Regions from separate parts of the Mus musculus genome. Here region 2 is linked to region 1. Evidence: chromatin contacts called from public Hi-C data. All regions are on one chromosome and are shown on one strand. The core of a region is the stretch at or near the end of the contact, and the rest is flanking DNA. Distances in the headings are between cores, read along the strand shown.

Evidence for each region. A called contact is a pair of places that touch in the nucleus more often than the background predicts.
Region 2: a Hi-C map of Sertoli cells shows a contact between it and region 1, with 5 times the contacts expected there. The contact joins two enhancer-like sites. A contact is called at or near these places in 3 of 484 Hi-C or Micro-C datasets (the HL-1 cell line, Sertoli cells and adipose-derived mesenchymal stem cells), 1 of 115 datasets of contacts at active chromatin or transcription factors (fibro-adipogenic progenitors) and 1 of 9 other capture datasets (embryonic stem cells).

What each region holds. Positions count from the first base shown.
Region 1 is chr13:29,197,543-29,201,683 of GRCm38.p6, reverse strand. It overlaps a transcript of Cdkal1 not described here. Among named protein-coding and RNA genes, the nearest start is that of A330102I10Rik, 180 kb to the right of the region's middle. Within about 2 kb of position 1,788, at least 25 of the 459 cell types and tissues checked have an H3K27ac peak or open chromatin away from gene starts, as enhancers often do. A contact at or near this core is called in Sertoli cells, where this site is marked.
Region 2 is chr13:29,501,417-29,505,557 of GRCm38.p6, reverse strand. All of the region lies in intron 11 of Cdkal1 (CDK5 regulatory subunit associated protein 1-like 1), which reads left to right. Among named protein-coding and RNA genes, the nearest start is that of Cdkal1, 350 kb to the left of the region's middle. Within about 2 kb of position 1,932, at least 102 of the 459 cell types and tissues checked have an H3K27ac peak or open chromatin away from gene starts, as enhancers often do. A contact at or near this core is called in Sertoli cells, where this site is marked.

The sequences.
Region 1 (4,141 bases), core at 539-3,038:
GTAGCCACTAAAAGCAGTGGGCAGCCTAGAGTCTACAGGAAGGTCGAGCCATAGAGCATAGGATGTGGCTACAGGTCAACATGTACAGTTTGGGTTTGAGCCCCGAGACGAAAGACTGCTCCCAGTTGCTTCTCAACCTGATCTAATCTTTCCTCGCTTAACAAAAGCTTTATGTCTCAATCTGGGTAAATAATTGACCACAAATCAAATCATCCCCCACTCATCCCTTGCAGACCATGGCCTGTCATCACAGTAGCCATTGATAGTCCTTATTAACTTTATGGTAATTGCTGTTTTCATTGGCCACCAACACACAGAGGCTTTGGTGTAAACACTGCAGGCACTAATGAGTCTGATAGCCTGCTGGCTTTAGGAGAATAAATATTCAGGATAAAACTTGACAACAGTGCGTACTACTAAATAGCTTTTACAAACTCAGTCACAGGGCTGGAGAGATGTCGGCATCATTAAGAACTCACACTGCTTTCAGGCTATGTTCACTATGGTCAAAGACCTTGACTAAAGCAACTTATGGAAGGCAGACTTTATTTTGGCTTATGGTTCTAGAGAGATAAGAGTCCATAATGGCAGGAGAAGTGGGGCAGTGACTGGAGAAAGAAGCTGAGAGAGTAGACAGGAAGGATGCTGAAGTTATACATTTGCAGAGCTTGATACTTGGTGACATACTTCCTCCAGCAAACCTTCACATTCTAAAGGTCCTATAACGTCCCAAACAGTTAAGTATTCTGGAGGACTAAGTATTCAAATAATTGAGCCTATGAAGGACATTTCTCACTCCAACTACCATCTTGCTCTAGCAGAAGACCTGAGTTTAATTCCCAGCCCTTATTTCAGGTGGCTCAGGGCGGCCTGTAACTCTAGCTCTAGGGTAGCTCTGGCCTCGGTGGGCACCTGTAGTCTTCTGCACATATCAAAGCCAACACTACGTAGACTAAGTGTGGGGGTACACACCTATCATCTCAGGACTCGGGAGGCAGAGGAGGCCATCAAAAGTTCAAGGTCCTCCTCAGCTACGCAGCAAGTTTGAAGACAGGTGAAACTATAGTTACAGGTCACACTATGGTAGAAAGAATCTCTGCTCGGATTCCAGGCCCAGGTCTGCCTCTGGGGATACCAGCCAAAGCTTTGCTCTCTCTGTTTGCTTGTGTGTAAAGACAGGAGGCTGGATTAGGCATCCATGGTTGTTTTAAAAGAGAGAGAGAAAAGGGATTCTGCAGAGTGAAAGGAGGTGTCACCCTAGGAATGATCCCCCAGGCCATTGTTCAGGAGATCTCCAAGGACTCTGGTAGCAGAAATACAGAAAATGGGACAGGAAGTTAGGAATACAGTTTACTTTAAAAAAAAAAAAAACTAGAAATACTGGTTTTGTAGAAACAGCATTAGGTATAAAGCGTGTGTACATTTAAGAAGTTAAGACACAGAATTTTCCTTTTTTTTTTTTTTTTTTTTGCTGTTTCATTTATGAGAATTTTTTGACATGTTTAAGTTAGGCCAAATAGTGTGTTTTAGTGATGATTTTTTAAAAAAGGAATTAAGAAAGAGAGAAATTCTTGAGGAGTGAGTTCCAAAAGAGGTAAAAACTTCAGAGCTTCATAGTCTGGGGAATTTAGAAGCGTGAAGCAGAAACTGGAAGTTATCTCTGTGACTGGCTGATTCTTTGGGCCATTATGAGCCAGCCCAATGGAGGGCTGACTCTATGCTATCCCTCTGGTCCAACCAGAGAGCTGCTCACACACTGTTCACGTCATGTGCTGCCCACACAGTTAGAGGTAATCAAATCTCCCTCTGTCCGTCTCCGTTTCCTGCTTTGACCTTGACTGTCTGCTAGTTGTCAGTCTCTTGGCCCTTGGCCGGCAGCACTGCCTCTGACCTTGTAGATGTCCCGAATGCTGTTGGTTATATTAGGCTGTCTTTGTTTCCAAGATGTGGCTGCAGTCTTTTCTTGGTTAGCTCATATTTAGACCCCTGTCTGTGAGGCAGCCTCTCAGATCTGGTTAGAAGCCATCCTTACTTATGGTGCCTTCTGTCACAATTAGCTGCATTAAAAGCAGGACAAGGGTGCCTTGCATACATTCCTCAAGGGCTTTCAGAGGAGCCAGCTGGATTGCTGTCACTGGCCCAGAGCCCTTCCTTTTTTCTTATCTGTCTAGCTAGCTAGGTTACCGAATACCCTCCTCGCCATACTCCACACTGCTTCAGACTCTGCCATTTTAACCCCAAACCTTCTCTTTAACTCAGCCTCCGTCTCACTGCAATGTATACAGGCAATTTACAGTTGTTAGTATGGGGCCCCGCGCCCCATCCTTGCCTCTCCCCCACTCCCCCAGCACATCCCATACAGTCTACAGAAGAACTAGCTCACATCTCAGTAGCATGCCTGTCCAGGAGGCATAAGGCTTTGGGTTTGGTTCCCAGTGCTGCAAAAATGAACAAGTACATGATATCAGACAAATAGGTCCAGAATAGATCTAGTATACTAACTCGAATCTGTAATCCCAGCATTCAGGAGGCTGAGGCAGGAAGATTTTAAGGTTAAAGCTAGGCAGGCCTATTTCCAAACAAACAAGAGAAAGAAAGAAAAACCTATGGTGACAGGATTCCCGTCTCAGGGGACTTCTAAACTCATATTTGGCCATTGTGCAACAGTTACAATACTGTTGTGAGGAGATCAGCTACCCTGGGCTCTGCCCCAGTAGCGTCAGAAGAAAAGGAGAGCTGAGAAGAGAGACTTCTGTTCCTCCCCCCCCCCCCCCACACACACACACACTCCCCTGTGAGAAGAGGTATTGTGATCATAAAAAAAAATAAAGAAATATTAACATAGGTTCTGAGGTGTGTGGAGGAAGGTATTGGGGAAGGAGGTCCCTCAGCGGGTCCGTGCCGAGGCATCCCTTGCCCCTGAGAGACCAACTAGAGTTTATTCAGGGCATGACGAGGGTAGTTAAGAGAGTAGTAAAGGTAGAAAGAAAGGCAGAGAGAGGGAGAGAATAGAGAAGTAGAGGCCAGCCATGACCGCGGGGAGATGGGGGGCGGGATGCGGAGAGAGGGGGGGGAGAAGGGGGCAAGTGAGAAGCAGGAGTAAGAGAGTAAGAGAACAAGAGGGACAAGAGAGGAAAGAGGGGGCAAGCAGCCCCTTGTATAGTGGGCCAGACCTATCTGATCATTGCTAGGTAACTGGGGAGGAGCATACCTGGCTGTTGCCAGGAACTGTGGGGGTGGAGTTCAGACAGAATACCAACAAGGGGGACTCCCACCCCATATCCTTCAGCTCTTACTCCTCTACACCAGCCTCAGAGCACAGCGTCCCTCCCGCTATCCCAGCCTCTGTGCAAATAAGGAATTGGGCAAATCGGTGGGTCCTTTTAGGTAGTCCTTGGTTGTTGTTGAAGAACTGTTTCCAAACTCCCGCCCCAGACCACGAGACAGCAAACTCTGCAGGTGCTCACGATCCCTCTTTGTGAAGGGCGTGGTATTTGTACATAAACGGCACAGACCCTCGAACACACTTGAAATCATCCATAGGTTACTCAGAATGCAATACAGATGTGGGACAGGCAGCTCTCCTGTTGTATTATTTAGGGAACGGCAAGAAAAAGCCCATACTTGGTCCACAGAGGTGCAGTTGTTCAGTTGGTTTTGTTTTGCTTTGTTTTCAAATATTTCAATCTGCCTTTAGTTGACTTCATGAAAGTGTGGAGCCTGTGGATTTGGAGGGCTGATCATATGATGATCTGGTTTCAGTTTTAATCAGAATTAAAAAAATTTTTTTTCAAAGAGATAATTCGTTTTCCCCCCTGTGGAGTTAAGTTCCAATATATGATGAAGGACATAGACCACTCTCCACTAGAGCATCTTGGGTTTACTGTGGATTGGAAAAAAAAATGTTTGAGGACGCTGTATTTTTCTCTTCCAGAAAACTAGACAGCATTGAGAAGCAGAAAAAGAGAGAAAAAATAAAAAACAAAACAAAACAAAAAAGATACAACATTGACTGCTCATAACATGTTTTACATATTTTTGGTGTGCTTTTGGGTTTGTTTGTTTGTTTGCTTAATCTTCATAAAATAACCCAAATGAAAGAGAGTGTTGTGCTAGCGCCATCTTACAGGTAAGAAACTTA
Region 2 (4,141 bases), core at 683-3,182, 300 kb before region 1:
GTTCATTCCAAACAATAGATTGTGGCAGGAACCTGGCTGAGCTGCGGGTGACTGTTCCCACACTGTTGATTTAAGTTGTCAAAGGAGTTTGAGGCATACTCAGGCCTGATACCAGTTTGGGTCAGCTGGCTGAGCTGTGACCCATTGCCAGTAACCTCTGCCATTCTGGGCATGGGACGGGAAGGCATGGCCCCTATCCAGCTCACCCCCTGTCTCACTAAACACATTGCTACCTGACTCCAGGGCCCTTCGTGACTTGCTGGGGCAGAGTTCAGCCTCTGCAGAGCCCTCAGGCCCATGCTGGTCATCTGGCCTCATCCCTGCCGGGACTGCTGATGGGCTGTGGCTTGCTGTCAGACTTATTCATTTCTAGCTTGTTTGGGTGATGTAATACTTGATTTGGTAAGAAATATTTGATTGATTGGTTTCATGGCCCATGTCTATATGTTTAGCTCCTGATAGTTTCCTTAGGGAACTCTTTGTCTAGTATGGTTCAGGCTAAGGAAAGGCAGGTTTACATCACATCAGCATTAATCATCTTTGGTTACATTCTGATTAGATCATTCAGTGTAAATACTGACTGGAAGAGTGATCTAAGGCTGAAAGCATGGGGATGAATACAGGGAAAACAGCAGTTTGCTTTAAGGAAGTTTTCTTTTTAGAGTCTGGAGATAAATTATGATTTAATTTGTTTCTGCCATTGGCCTTTGAACGTTAGTAATAGCAAATTTTATCAATTGTACATACACACACTGATGGAAACGTGTTAGGTTTCTGGAACTGTTGTCCGTGCTTTCCTCTCAGGTGATATAAAGTCCTTGTAAAGTACATTTGCTCAGTTTTTGTCTGATGAACAGACAAAAAGATGTCCTTTCTGGGAAGGACCAAGTCCTTCCAGTGGGATTATTAATTTACCTTCTCCCATGAGTCTCGGGAGAACTGAGCAGCAGTGTTTTGATAGGAACAGCCTTTGTGCTTTCTCTGTAAATGAATGTATGTTCAAAAACCAGAATGCCCAAGTCTTGACGCACATAAATCAAATGATTCTCTTTGTCAGTCAACCCTTCTCATCTCATAAACTTTAGTCTCTAAATCTTCTGACTAATTGGCTCCTTATTTGTACATACCTCTATTCTCCAGTAGCAAAAATTCTGTCCTCCAAATAGTATTTGCCCAAAAATATTCCTGATTTGGGTTTTACTTTGCAGTTGGGTTTTCATTTATGGTACGGTGCCCTGTAGGTTTTAAGACAGACTAGACACCATAAACAGGGTGGCACTCGGTGTTTGATACACCATGGACCACACCTGCTCAGCTTCTGTGTGGCATAAATGGGAGCACGTCCACTCTGGGCTCATCACTTCTCAGTCACATGGTGAGATGTTTGTGTAGGGAAGAAAGGTTTGGGAATATTGACATGTGACCTCTTTCTTACTGATTGCTAAGTAATGGTGGCAAAGATAATAGAATAACAAGTTTGGCAGTTATATTTTCATCAAGAAAATAAATACATTTTCCTATATTCGTATTGCTAGTGTAGACTTCACAGTTATGTGATGTAGAATAACTTTGGAAACAAGTCAACTGAACATCCAAACATTTGAAGCAATTTTCTTGTCTAGAATGGACTCTAAAGCAGCCTGAGGGCTGGCATTAGACTGTGCAGCTCTGACAGACTCATTTAGGCATTGAGGCAGTTTCCAGAAAGTCCTGAGCTCAGGATTATCTCGTCAGTATTCAGTTAGGTAGGTAGTTGCTTAGTTGTGAGTGTGGGAAAGGTGTTAATTATGAGAGCATGAATGACTAAAGGGAGACTGTGTCACCAAAAGTGACCTCTCCTCTTTAGAATGCTTCCTTGGGTCTCAGTGGGGCTTTTTCATACAGCAATCACTGCTTAGAAGTTATATAACATAGTATCAGCTCACTCCTTTGCTTAGTCATTCCTCCTGAGGAAACACTTGGATTCTTTCCAACTTGCTAGCAGCTCCTAAGGGTTCTGCGTGAGTTCTTTTTTTGTTTTCTTTTCTTCTTTTTTTTTTTTTTCTCTTTTCCTTGCTTTTGCGGTGGAGGCCATAGCCACAGGTTACAGTGTACAATTAAATAGAAGTATATGTATGCTATTATTATAGCTAATATATAAATGTTGGATGATATAAAACAATCGGGCACATTTGTATCTTACTGTTTTGTGGGTTCACTGTACATCTCTGCATACTTACATCAATTTTAGCCCACGTGGGGCAATTCTTTTGAAGTAGGTTGACAGCTTTCCAGTTAAATGTCAGAAAGAAGCCTAACTGTTAGATTTGAAATAAACTGATTTCTCTTGGTTCAGTGTTAGCCTCACCTTTTGAGTGGCAGGACTTGAGCAAACTCAGAGGTCCCCTGCATTCTACAATGCTCCCTTTAATGACTTGGAGGCTGTTGTTTGAGTTTCCCAGGATTGTGTGGGTTATTGTTATATCTTTGCTTTTATGGTATAGTTGTGGTCTTATCACAGTTTGTTCCATGCTGAGTCACAGACAGGAGAGCAGCAGTCCATGTTTTTATTATTCCTGTGAGGAAAGGCAGACTTTCATGATGCATTTTCCAGGAATTCATTGTGGAGAAAAACTGAGACAGCCGGTGTATAAAACCAGACACATACGCAGTCTTAAGGAAGATGTTATCAGAGAAAATTGTTTCCTTTCCAGACACTCGGGGTTGTTTGGGTATCTTTATCTGTGATTGGACATGACCTCATGAATTATGTTGTCCATTTACGATAGCTACTAATACTGGTGGTGCTCAGAACCTTCTTGGCATGCCTCAGCTCTCTCCCCTCCTTTCCTGCTCATCCTTTTCCTGACCCCCTCACCCTCTGGCCTTCCAGCTTCCATGCAGCCTGGCTGCTTACTTAGTAGGGTACTTACTTAGTGGTCCAGCTGTCCTCCAATGGCCCCTGTGCCATCAGCATTTGCTCTATGGCTGAAACTGGCTGAAGAAGTTGAACACTTTGATGCCCCTAGAGCTGTCTTTCTGGTTCCCAAGTCTTTCCTTTTGATGGTATTCCTCCATGTTCACATTAGCCACGCTGAAGCTTTTCTATGCAGTTTATGGATAATTCTGCAAGAACCAAAGCAACACCTCAGCCATAGGCTGGGACTTGCCACAAAGGGCCACTTCATCCACCCGCTGCCCACAGGTGCCACTTAGACATTAGCCTCTCATCATCCTTCACACCCCAAGTGTGGCCTGGGGCACACTCAAGAAGCTCTTGATGGGCACAGGGGAGAGGTGTGATAATGACTGATCTGAAAACTCTTGTGTCCTTGTTCGTGAAAGTAGCATCTATAAGGGAGGACCTGTGTGGAGCTGGTGAGGGCTTTGGCCTACACGCCTGATGTAGAACCTGCTCCGTACACACGAGGTACGAGGCAGAAATGGAGAGGGAGAAATAAGGCTAGGTCTAGGGATGCAGCAGGCCAGAGCAGGAGCTAGGAAGCTGAAGGAAGCTGAGATGCTTAGAGTCAATGGACAGAGTACAGTCAGCCTGCTGAATGAGCCTGGGGATGTGTAAATGAAGTCTCTTTCTAGACTATTGAAACAACCTCCCTGTTGGTCATCTTTTCTAGCTCTTACTCACCCTCTTCAGCCTCGGCAGTAATAATCCATACCATTTCAGGGTGCATTCTGTGCCAGGCCAGGTCTTAGAACTGAGTCGGGATTATCTCTTTTGATCTTCCCAGCATTCAACAGGCATTTATTAGTCGGCTTCCGTTGTCATAACAAAGTACCACACACTGAGTAGCTTGAACCACAAAAATTTGTTTTCTTAAAGTTCCAGTGGCTGAAAGTAGATGACCAAGGTGTCAGTAGATTCTGTCTCTGGTGAGGGCTCTTGCCCTGACTTGCAGATGGCTGCCTTCTTTCCACATCTTCTCGTGTATGAGACTAAGAGGGAGAGCTTGCTGACCTGCCTCACTCTGAGGGCAGCAGCCCTGTTGAATTCAGGTTTGCCCTTCAGGGCTTTTTTTATCACATATATTCCAGTTGTGGGCAAGGCACAACCTGTGATGTCAGGGGATGGGGATCCATTTCATCGTGTCACAGCTGGTTAGGGGTTGTCCTCCATATGTACATTAACAACAGAAATGAGAGC